Linked DNA regions of Triticum aestivum: region 2 is linked to region 1. A link is a contact called in public Hi-C data. All regions are on one chromosome and are shown on one strand. Each heading gives the region's core, a stretch centred on a gene start, on an enhancer-like site or on the middle of the called end of the contact. The rest is flanking DNA. Distances are from core to core; before and after follow the strand shown. Region 1 holds the start of LOC123157410 (putative disease resistance protein RGA3). Region 2 holds the start of LOC123156613 (protein FRA10AC1).

What was found. Hi-C and Micro-C count contacts between places; a contact is called where the count stands out from the background.
Region 2: a Hi-C map of leaf shows a contact between it and region 1, with 6 times the contacts expected there. The contact joins the promoter of LOC123156613 here to the promoter of LOC123157410 in region 1. A contact is called at or near these places in 1 of 5 Hi-C or Micro-C datasets (leaf) and 1 of 1 datasets of contacts at active chromatin or transcription factors (leaf).

Annotation. Positions count from the first base shown.
Region 1 is chr7B:114,082,668-114,086,856 of IWGSC CS RefSeq v2.1, reverse strand. LOC123157410 (putative disease resistance protein RGA3) reads left to right here and starts at 1,884. Exons shown (of 3, transcript XM_044575687.1): 1 at 1,884-2,349. The coding sequence starts at 2,044.
Region 2 is chr7B:114,250,891-114,255,079 of IWGSC CS RefSeq v2.1, reverse strand. LOC123156613 (protein FRA10AC1) reads right to left here and starts at 2,109. Exons shown (of 11, transcript XR_006478252.1): 1 at 1,831-2,109; 2 at 1,026-1,093.

The sequences.
Region 1 (4,189 bases), core at 635-3,134:
ATCTATACAGTATATAAGTCTTTCCCGCAAATATCTCTAAAGCGTACGATCCAATAAATATTTTAATAGCAGTTTCTAGTGTATGATTAGATAAACATATTCATATAACTTCTAGACTATAATATTAACATTGACATGATTCTTTGAAGTTTTTTGTGATCAAATGTGTCTTGCAAGTTACAATGAATCTAGTAATAAATTGACAATGTGTGTATACTCTATACTAAGTTATTGAAATGGCATCGCTTTGTGTAATGAGTGGTATTTGTATAGATTAACATAAAAAGATGTGGATTCTGTTAATTTGTATAGATTAACTGGTATTTTCTTGTGCAATGTGATTTTTATCATCTAGTGTATACAAGTGCTCCCACCAACTTCAGAAATAAATTGCAGCATGCTCCTACCTAACTATACAGTGGAAGGCTTAGTCAAGATGCCAAATGAAATAAGACGTGTATGGGTAATATATTCTATCATCTTTCATTGTAGGTTGATGATGATTACTTCCTTCAAACACACTCAATTAATGGTTATATGTGTCATTTTCACGTGATAGTAGATCAATGCTTATAATTAACAAGCTCATGCCGCCAGCGAGCCAATAGTGTTTATGTGAATGTTTACTCAATAATTTGTCAAGTTAACATGAAGATTGGCGGACGTTGGTTAGATGTAAAACTATAAATGCCTATGAGCAAGGCTCGGTAATGTTTAGATGATCTTTCTGATGGAGTACTTGTTAGAAAAAAGATGAACTAAACAAAAGAATTTTTTTTACTGTATACAAATGCTTATTTATCTAATTTACTTCCTCCTTTCATGAATAGTGGTACTCTTACTTCCCTCTAAATTGCGTGATGACCCCATTCTAACATACGTAATAGACATGGAAAGTGCGTGAGATGCAAATGTGACCACTATTTCGCATATGAATATTTTACTAAATGCTAGAGAAGTTTCACCACAAGTTAATGTCTATCAGATACAAATTGACCACTATTTTACATATAAAATATTTTACTGAAAGTTGGAAAATCCACCACAACTTTTATAGAACTTCATTTATTTTTAACAGATGTATTATAGCTACATGTTTTGCTTTAACTCATCTTAATGCGTCACGAGTGACATATCCTTTAAATTTAGTTCGCCGAGTTCTTTCTGGCTGGTACTAGCTAGGCAAAATGTGAAAATGCCTAGTTTTGTATCACTGTCGAGTCCAAATTAGAATCAAACTTGGGGGATAGAAACTTTGTCGAGATCTTGATAAAATTTACTCGGTAAAATATCAGAACTCGGCGCAAACGAGATTCCAGTAGAGCGGAGTATCTGCTCCCGAGCTCGAATACTCCCTCATGAACAGTAAAATCAAAAAAATAGTAAAAAAATCAAAACAATTTGAATTTTTTGTGGTAAACTTTGACAAATATTTTGTATGCTTGTAAAATTTTAGCACGAAATGACATTCATGGAAGGTGTGGCAGAAAATCGATGTTCCAAAAATGCTAGTTTTGAAAACATTTTGAAGTGCTGATTTTGTTTTTTTGCCACGCCTTTCACGAATGTCATTTCGTGCTGAAATTTCGCAAGCATACAAAAAATTTGTCAAAGTTACCAAAAAATATTCAGATTTTTTTTTAATGTTCAGATTTTGGGATCAGAATAGGACTTTTGTATTGGTCCCATATTCATGCCATCTCGCTTGCGCGGCGCTGAATGAGATTGCCCATACAAGACCCACCTCCTATTATTGCGTCGGGGTCCAGAGGATGCCGATCGATGTATACATCAAGATACAGAATGGTGGTGGGATAAGTTTCGTGGCGAAGGTCGTCAAGTCACTCAAGTGGCACCCCGCGAAAGAGAAAGTCACTCAAGTCGCAGCTGGAGCAACGGATCTGCGTGGCCGAGAAATCGCAATATACATGGCCCCTGTTTTAGCGCGTTCCGTCGCAGCGTGCGAGTGACAAACAACCAACTTTTCATATTGGTTCTTCCATTCCTGCGACCGAGCCAACTCACCGGCGGCGACCGACCGACATGGGTTCGCTGCTGATACCGTTGGTGAGCAGCGTCGCCGCCAAGGTCGGCGACACGCTGGTGCGCGAGCTTCTGCGCGCGTGGGGCCTGGACAAGGCCCGTCCGAAGCTGGAGCGGCACCTCGCGGCCATCCAGTACATCCTGCTGGACGCCGACGCCAAGAGCCGCACCAACCCCGCCGTCTGCCGGTGGGTCAAGGACCTCAAGACTGCCGTCTACCACGCCGACGGCATCCTCGACGACTTCCGCTACGAGGCGCTCCGCCGCCGTGCCGCTCAGATCCGTCCCCACTCCACCGCACGCAAGGTTCGTCCTCCTCCTACCTTCTTCCCAGATTTCCGGCCAGTCCTTCCTTCTTGGATGGGGTTTAAATTGGAAACGGAAGCCAGGCTAATTTCAGTGTTATTACGGAGGGTAGTTGTGCAACTGTAGGGAGATAGTCGCAAACAGTTTGTACTATTGATCAATTTCACGAGTCTATGTAGTATTGCATGTATTGCGCATAGATGTGCGCATCTAACGCAAGAGATTAGGGAGTCGTGTGCCGCTAGACCAGGAAGTAGGAACCGAATCGTTCGCCGTTGGAGACCAAATCATGTCCATTAACCATAGTAACACGAAAAATAGGACCGCAAAGATATCCCTAATGATACAAAGTCTCGTCTTCTACTTTGAGCCTCGGCTGACAAAAGCTCGAGCTCGATCTAGTGGTAGGCTTTAAGGCGGCCTCTGAACCTTCACAAACTTCTGGAACACAATCCACGACTTTGGAAGCTTCTGGGAAACCCCACATCTCACTCGAAAGGAAAAGACTCTCGCTCGCGTCGCCTCCAGGGGGGGCGACTCGGGCGCCCCAACCGCCGCCGCCCTCGACCTCCCTCCTCCCCTTCTTCCCCGCCGCCGCCGAAGGAGGCTGGCGAGCGAAACTCGCCCGGCGGACGGCGGACGGCGGGCCTTCCTCCTTTCTTCGCGAGGGGATCCTCTGGCTGAGATGCATCGGCGTCCCTGGGCGTACAGCATGGAGGCGGAGTTGGCGTGCTCGGGCGGCGGCCCGATGGGATCCCGACGGTGCTGCGGGGGCCGGCGGCGGCGGATCTGGGGTTTCCCGCCCCAGACCGGTTCTCCTTCAGGTGGTCGGGCTCGGGCGCCGTCCGGCGGTCCTAAGCGGTGGTGGGCGCTCGCGTTGGCTATCCTCCTTCACCGATCTGATTGGGGGGTTGGGGGGGCGGCCGAAGGCGTTGGCGTGATGCCGGATCCGAGCACGATGGTGGCGTCGTCCCCTTCAAGGATGACGGTCGGGTGGTGGGTCCTTGTGGCGGCGCCGGTGGCGGCGGATCTTGGGATCCCGCTCCCGGGGACGTCGCAGGACGCGGCGGCCCGTGCACGAGAGATGAAGTGAACAGATCTGAGTGAAAACTTGTTTTTGACTACTGCAAAGGCCGGCGGTGGCGGAGCTGTCTGTGTCGTTCCCTTCCTGAAGGCATCACCGTGGAGAAGTTCAAGGTCACTCTCTGCTACCTCCGGAGGAAACCCTAGATCAGTTGATCGGATGATGGCGGCGCTCTGGTGTCGTTTCCTCCTTGGGGGCGTCATTCATGGAGGTACACATGGGCTCGGGGAACAGAGGACGGTTTCTTTGGTGGAGTGGTACTTCATCTTATACATGGATGGCGCGGATCTTGGCGGCGTGGCGCTGTGGAGATTCGGAGTCCGACGCGCGGAGATGAACTCGCGCACGGAGGTGGTGCTATCTGGCGTCGTGGTGGCGTCGACGGCAGTTAGACCGGACAAGGTTGATGCAGTAGTACAGCACTGAAGATGGATTGGTGGCAGGTGGTTGCGGCGGCCTCATACCCGACAGGCGTCCTGGTTGAGGAGTGTGCCGGACTGGTAGGTGCCACATACCCGACAGGCGTCCTGGTTGGGACCTCAAGTCTTAGATGTTTAGGTTTGGCTGCGTTGTCTGTTTGGTATTAGGCCCAGACTATCTGCGCCCCTTCATCAATTGGATAGGTGTAGCGACAGTTGTTGCTTAGACGGTGGCTTTAGTCTTGTTGTTGTATGGCTTTGTAAGGTCTTGTGAGAATAATTAATAAAGTGACTGTATGCATCGCCCAAATGCAGAGGCCGGGGGTCATCCTCCTTT
Region 2 (4,189 bases), core at 860-3,359, 170 kb before region 1:
TGCTCACTTCTACACAGAATTCAGCATTTGAGATAACTAGAAATAACAGGAGCACAGGAAGGCTGCGGGACAAATTTTGGAGAATCGATGGCTATGTTTGTATGTGGAGTTACAGCAGAACTGCAACTGTTTTTTGCATACTTGAAAGTTACAACTTACACGTGTCCACTGTTTTGAACACTATTATTGCTAACAATTATAATTTGGCTTGCCTAACTCATGATTCATTACCATGCCATTTTATTCCCAAACCATTTTGCTCAACCACAAATAAATACCTGAACCAACACAATTCCAGAAGCAATCAGCAAAAAGGGGGAGTCGTTATGTGACCTGTCTATGGTTGACATTGGGCAAAAGATATAAATCCCATATTAAAAATCCATGTTAGAATGTTGTCTGTATTAAGCTAGGTGACAAGTTACACATAGAAATACAAAATCCATGTATGGATGAAGGTAGCCCCCAATTGTTCCTTAAGTAGAGGGGACTGTTCAACATCCAGTTCCTTTTGGAAACCAAGACTAAGCAAATAAATGACTCGTTATATGCCAGTGCCCCAGTTTCCGTTTCACCATTGAGACAAGGTACAAATATATTAGACTTAAAGCTACTCTAAAGCAGGATCACCAGCACAATGAATGGTTGTGATCAATTACAAAGCCAGAAGCATATATAGTAGTTGTGGTGTGTTGGATGCTGAATTCCATACATAGGTCAGCACTTGAACTAATTAGTAATAACACAAGCACAAGAAGTTTGCAGGGTCAATTTTGTATGTGTAGTTACATCGGAAATGCAAGTTTTTAGTGGACTTGCAATTTACAAATCTTGCCTGTTCTTTGAACCCCCACCACCAAGTATAATTTGGTTTACGTAACCCGTGATTTCGTTACCATGCTATCTTATTCAAAACCCTTTTTTGTCAACCATAACCAACATAAATCCAGAGTCAATCAGAAAAAATGGGGCAAAGATAATAACAGCATGCTTTTGCAGGAAACAGCAGCAGCAACAGATCATACCGTAATCCTTCATGAACTTCTTATGGCGATCGTATGCATTGAGCCCCTGGATGTGCGACTGGTACTGCCTGCATCCATCAATCCAACATCCAGAGCAGCCTATGAACCACAAGCAAACTAACGAAAAGATAGACTCAACGGCCAAAAACCATTGCCTTCGATTAGCACACTAGGCTACTCTAACTTGTACTACCTCCGTTACATAATATAAGACCTTTTCACTATATAGACTACATACAGAGCAAAATGAATGAATCTACACTCTAGAATATGACTACATACATCCGTATGTACTACATACGGAGCAAAATGAATGAATCTACACTCTAGAATATGACTACATACATCCGTATGTACTCCATAGTGGAATCTCTAAAAGGTCTTATATTTAGGAACAGAGGGAGTACAAGGCAATTATGGGCCAAGAAGTAAATTAAAGTTCACGGACACAATTATTTTGCATATCACCAGGATAAAAAGAAGTAGCAAACCGTGCAGAACATTGTAAAACACAGCATTACTTCTGCAGGGAGATTAGTTGTGTATCCTCGAGAATTAAAAGTACTAAACCATGTGAGGATTGTATCATCAAATAATTAAAAGTACTAAACCATGTGAGCATTTCTCGTTAACAGCCTTAACAGCACGGAATTTAGAATAAAAAAAAGCTAGGGTTTTTATAGCCGATTCCAGCAGAAAAAAAAAATCAAATAATAGAAGGCACCAAATCGACGAGTAATAAATCGGAGAAGGTAAAGAGAGGGACGCGACGAGATGGGGCGGTTGCCGCGCCAGAGATCCTTACATCTTCCTCTCCTCCCTGTCGAAGATGGCGGACTTGAGCCGCCCCAGCGACGCCATCGCGCTCTCTCGCCCGCTCCGCCTCGTCGGAGGCCCTCAGGAGCCGCGACCGGCGCACGAGCACCAGCCTACCGACAGGGTGCCGCGCCGGGGCTTGGGGGAGGATGGTAAAGCGAGCGCCTGGTGTGGCGGCGCTGGAGGATGGAGCCTTGAGGTGGCAGAAGGGAACCACGATGTGGGTCGCCGGCCGCTCCTGGACCAACTTGCCGCGTCCGCTAGAGCCCATCTCACGGGCCGGGCTTTTTAGCAGCCTAGCACAAAGGGCCCCCTCAAAAGAAAATACAAAGTTCCCTCAAAAAAAAAATACAAAGGGCACGTCCTAACGTACCCGTTTTTTTCTTTAAACTGGAACATGCATTCCATTACTTTAACCAAGCTCAGCAGACTCGCTGGCTACCAGATCATACACGCAACTTGGGGCTTGGTCCTTCCACCAAGTACACGACACATTTGCTCGAAATCCCCAATCAGTTAGGGTATGAGCAACCTTATTACATAGCCGCTTACAGTGCTTAAATTCAAAAGCATCAAGAGATGCATAACAAAGGTTACGCACATCACGCAGCAGAACTCCAATCAATGATAGGTCATGGTCGCCAGAGTTGATGGCGTTTACCAGCTGCAAGGAATCCGATTCGAAGACCACCTGGTGAATACCCATCTCCGCCGCAGCTTCAATGGCTTGCACACACGCCATTGCTTCAGCATGGAGTGGCGAAGCAAGATGTTCAAGTTTGCCCACACATGCTCCAATGAACTCCCCTTGACTCGATCTAGAAACGCATCCCCAGGCTCCACTTCCCTGTTCAGCATAAAATGCCGCATCAAAGTTAACTTTAACCTGTCCTTCAGTCGGTCTAGTCCATGCTGCAACCGTAGGCTGCCCACCGGATGCCTCCGTTGTACCCGCCCCCCCCCCCCTGAAATCATCACACAGCCTTCGAACATTGTAAGCAATCGCCTCACATGCCTTTACCTTCTCCCCTTGATTTGCTTTCTTCCTGGTGTTCCACCATTCCCAGAGCAGCATGAGCACAAGATCGCGTCGTGATGGTGCCAAGGACCACACACGTTCAAAGATCATCCTGGGGTTCGCACACTCTAGCAGAGAAGTGTGCACATCCTCGAGTTGTAACTCTCTCCAGAGGTGCTTTGACCTGTTTGCACTTCAAAAACAGATGACCACCATCCTCGTCCATTCTCATGCATACCGGACAACAGGTATCCAACTCGACATGTTTCCTCTTGATGTTCATACGCGTCGGCAGAGAGTTATGTGCAAAATGCCACAAAAACATCCGTACTTTGGGTGGGAGCTCCAGCCTCTAGATTTTAGTCCATTTCTACACGTCCTTCGGCATGGCCGCTGTCGACGAGCTTGCATCCCTGTTGAGGGCTGCATCTCTCAAGCTGGTCCCTAAGTGGTATGCTGACTTTACCGAGAAGATCCCCCTCGGATCAAAATGCCAAGCTGGCTGGTCCTCCATCCCACTTCGGACTGGGATCGCAAGGATATCTCTCGCATCTTCAGGACAGAACAAGTCTAAGACTAGTTCCTCATCCCAATTCTCAGTAACTGGGTTCATCAACTCAGAGACTCTGTCAAGCAGCACCCCCGTGCGGTTCGTACGGGGCCTCCTAGTGATCCCTCGAGGCAGCCATGGGTCATCCCAAATGCGCACATTGTCCCCTGTACCAATCCTCCACACTATACATTGCTTAAGTAAAACAATACCTTTCAAGATACTTCTCCAAGTATATGACATATCTCTTCTGCTACATGCCTCTAACATCGAGCAGTGTGGGAAGTAGCGAGCCTTCAATACTCGCGCAATCAAAGTGTCCGGTTCTTGTAATAGCCGCCACCCAGATACGTCTCCACCGTATTTATAATTTATGAAGTATTTATGCCATGTTTACAATAGTTTTATATGATTTTGGTATGATTTGATTAGAACTAACCCGGACTGGCGTTGTTTTCAGAAGAACTACCGCGGTGTTGTTTTTGTGCTGAAATAAAAGTTCTCGGAATGCGCTGAAAATCAATAGAGAATTTTTCTGGAAAATATAAAAAATACTAGAACAAAGAGTTACTGGAGGGGAGTCCCGTGGGCCCCACGAGGGTGGAGGGCGCGCCCCTGCCTCGTGGACTCTCGGTGGGGCGCCCTGACTTGTTCTCGACGTCAACCTCTCCTATAAATGCCCAAACCTCCAGAAAATAACCTAGATCGGAAGTTCCACTGTCGCAAGCCTCTGTAGCCATGAGAAATCAATCTAGGCCCTCTCTGGCACCCTGCCGGAGG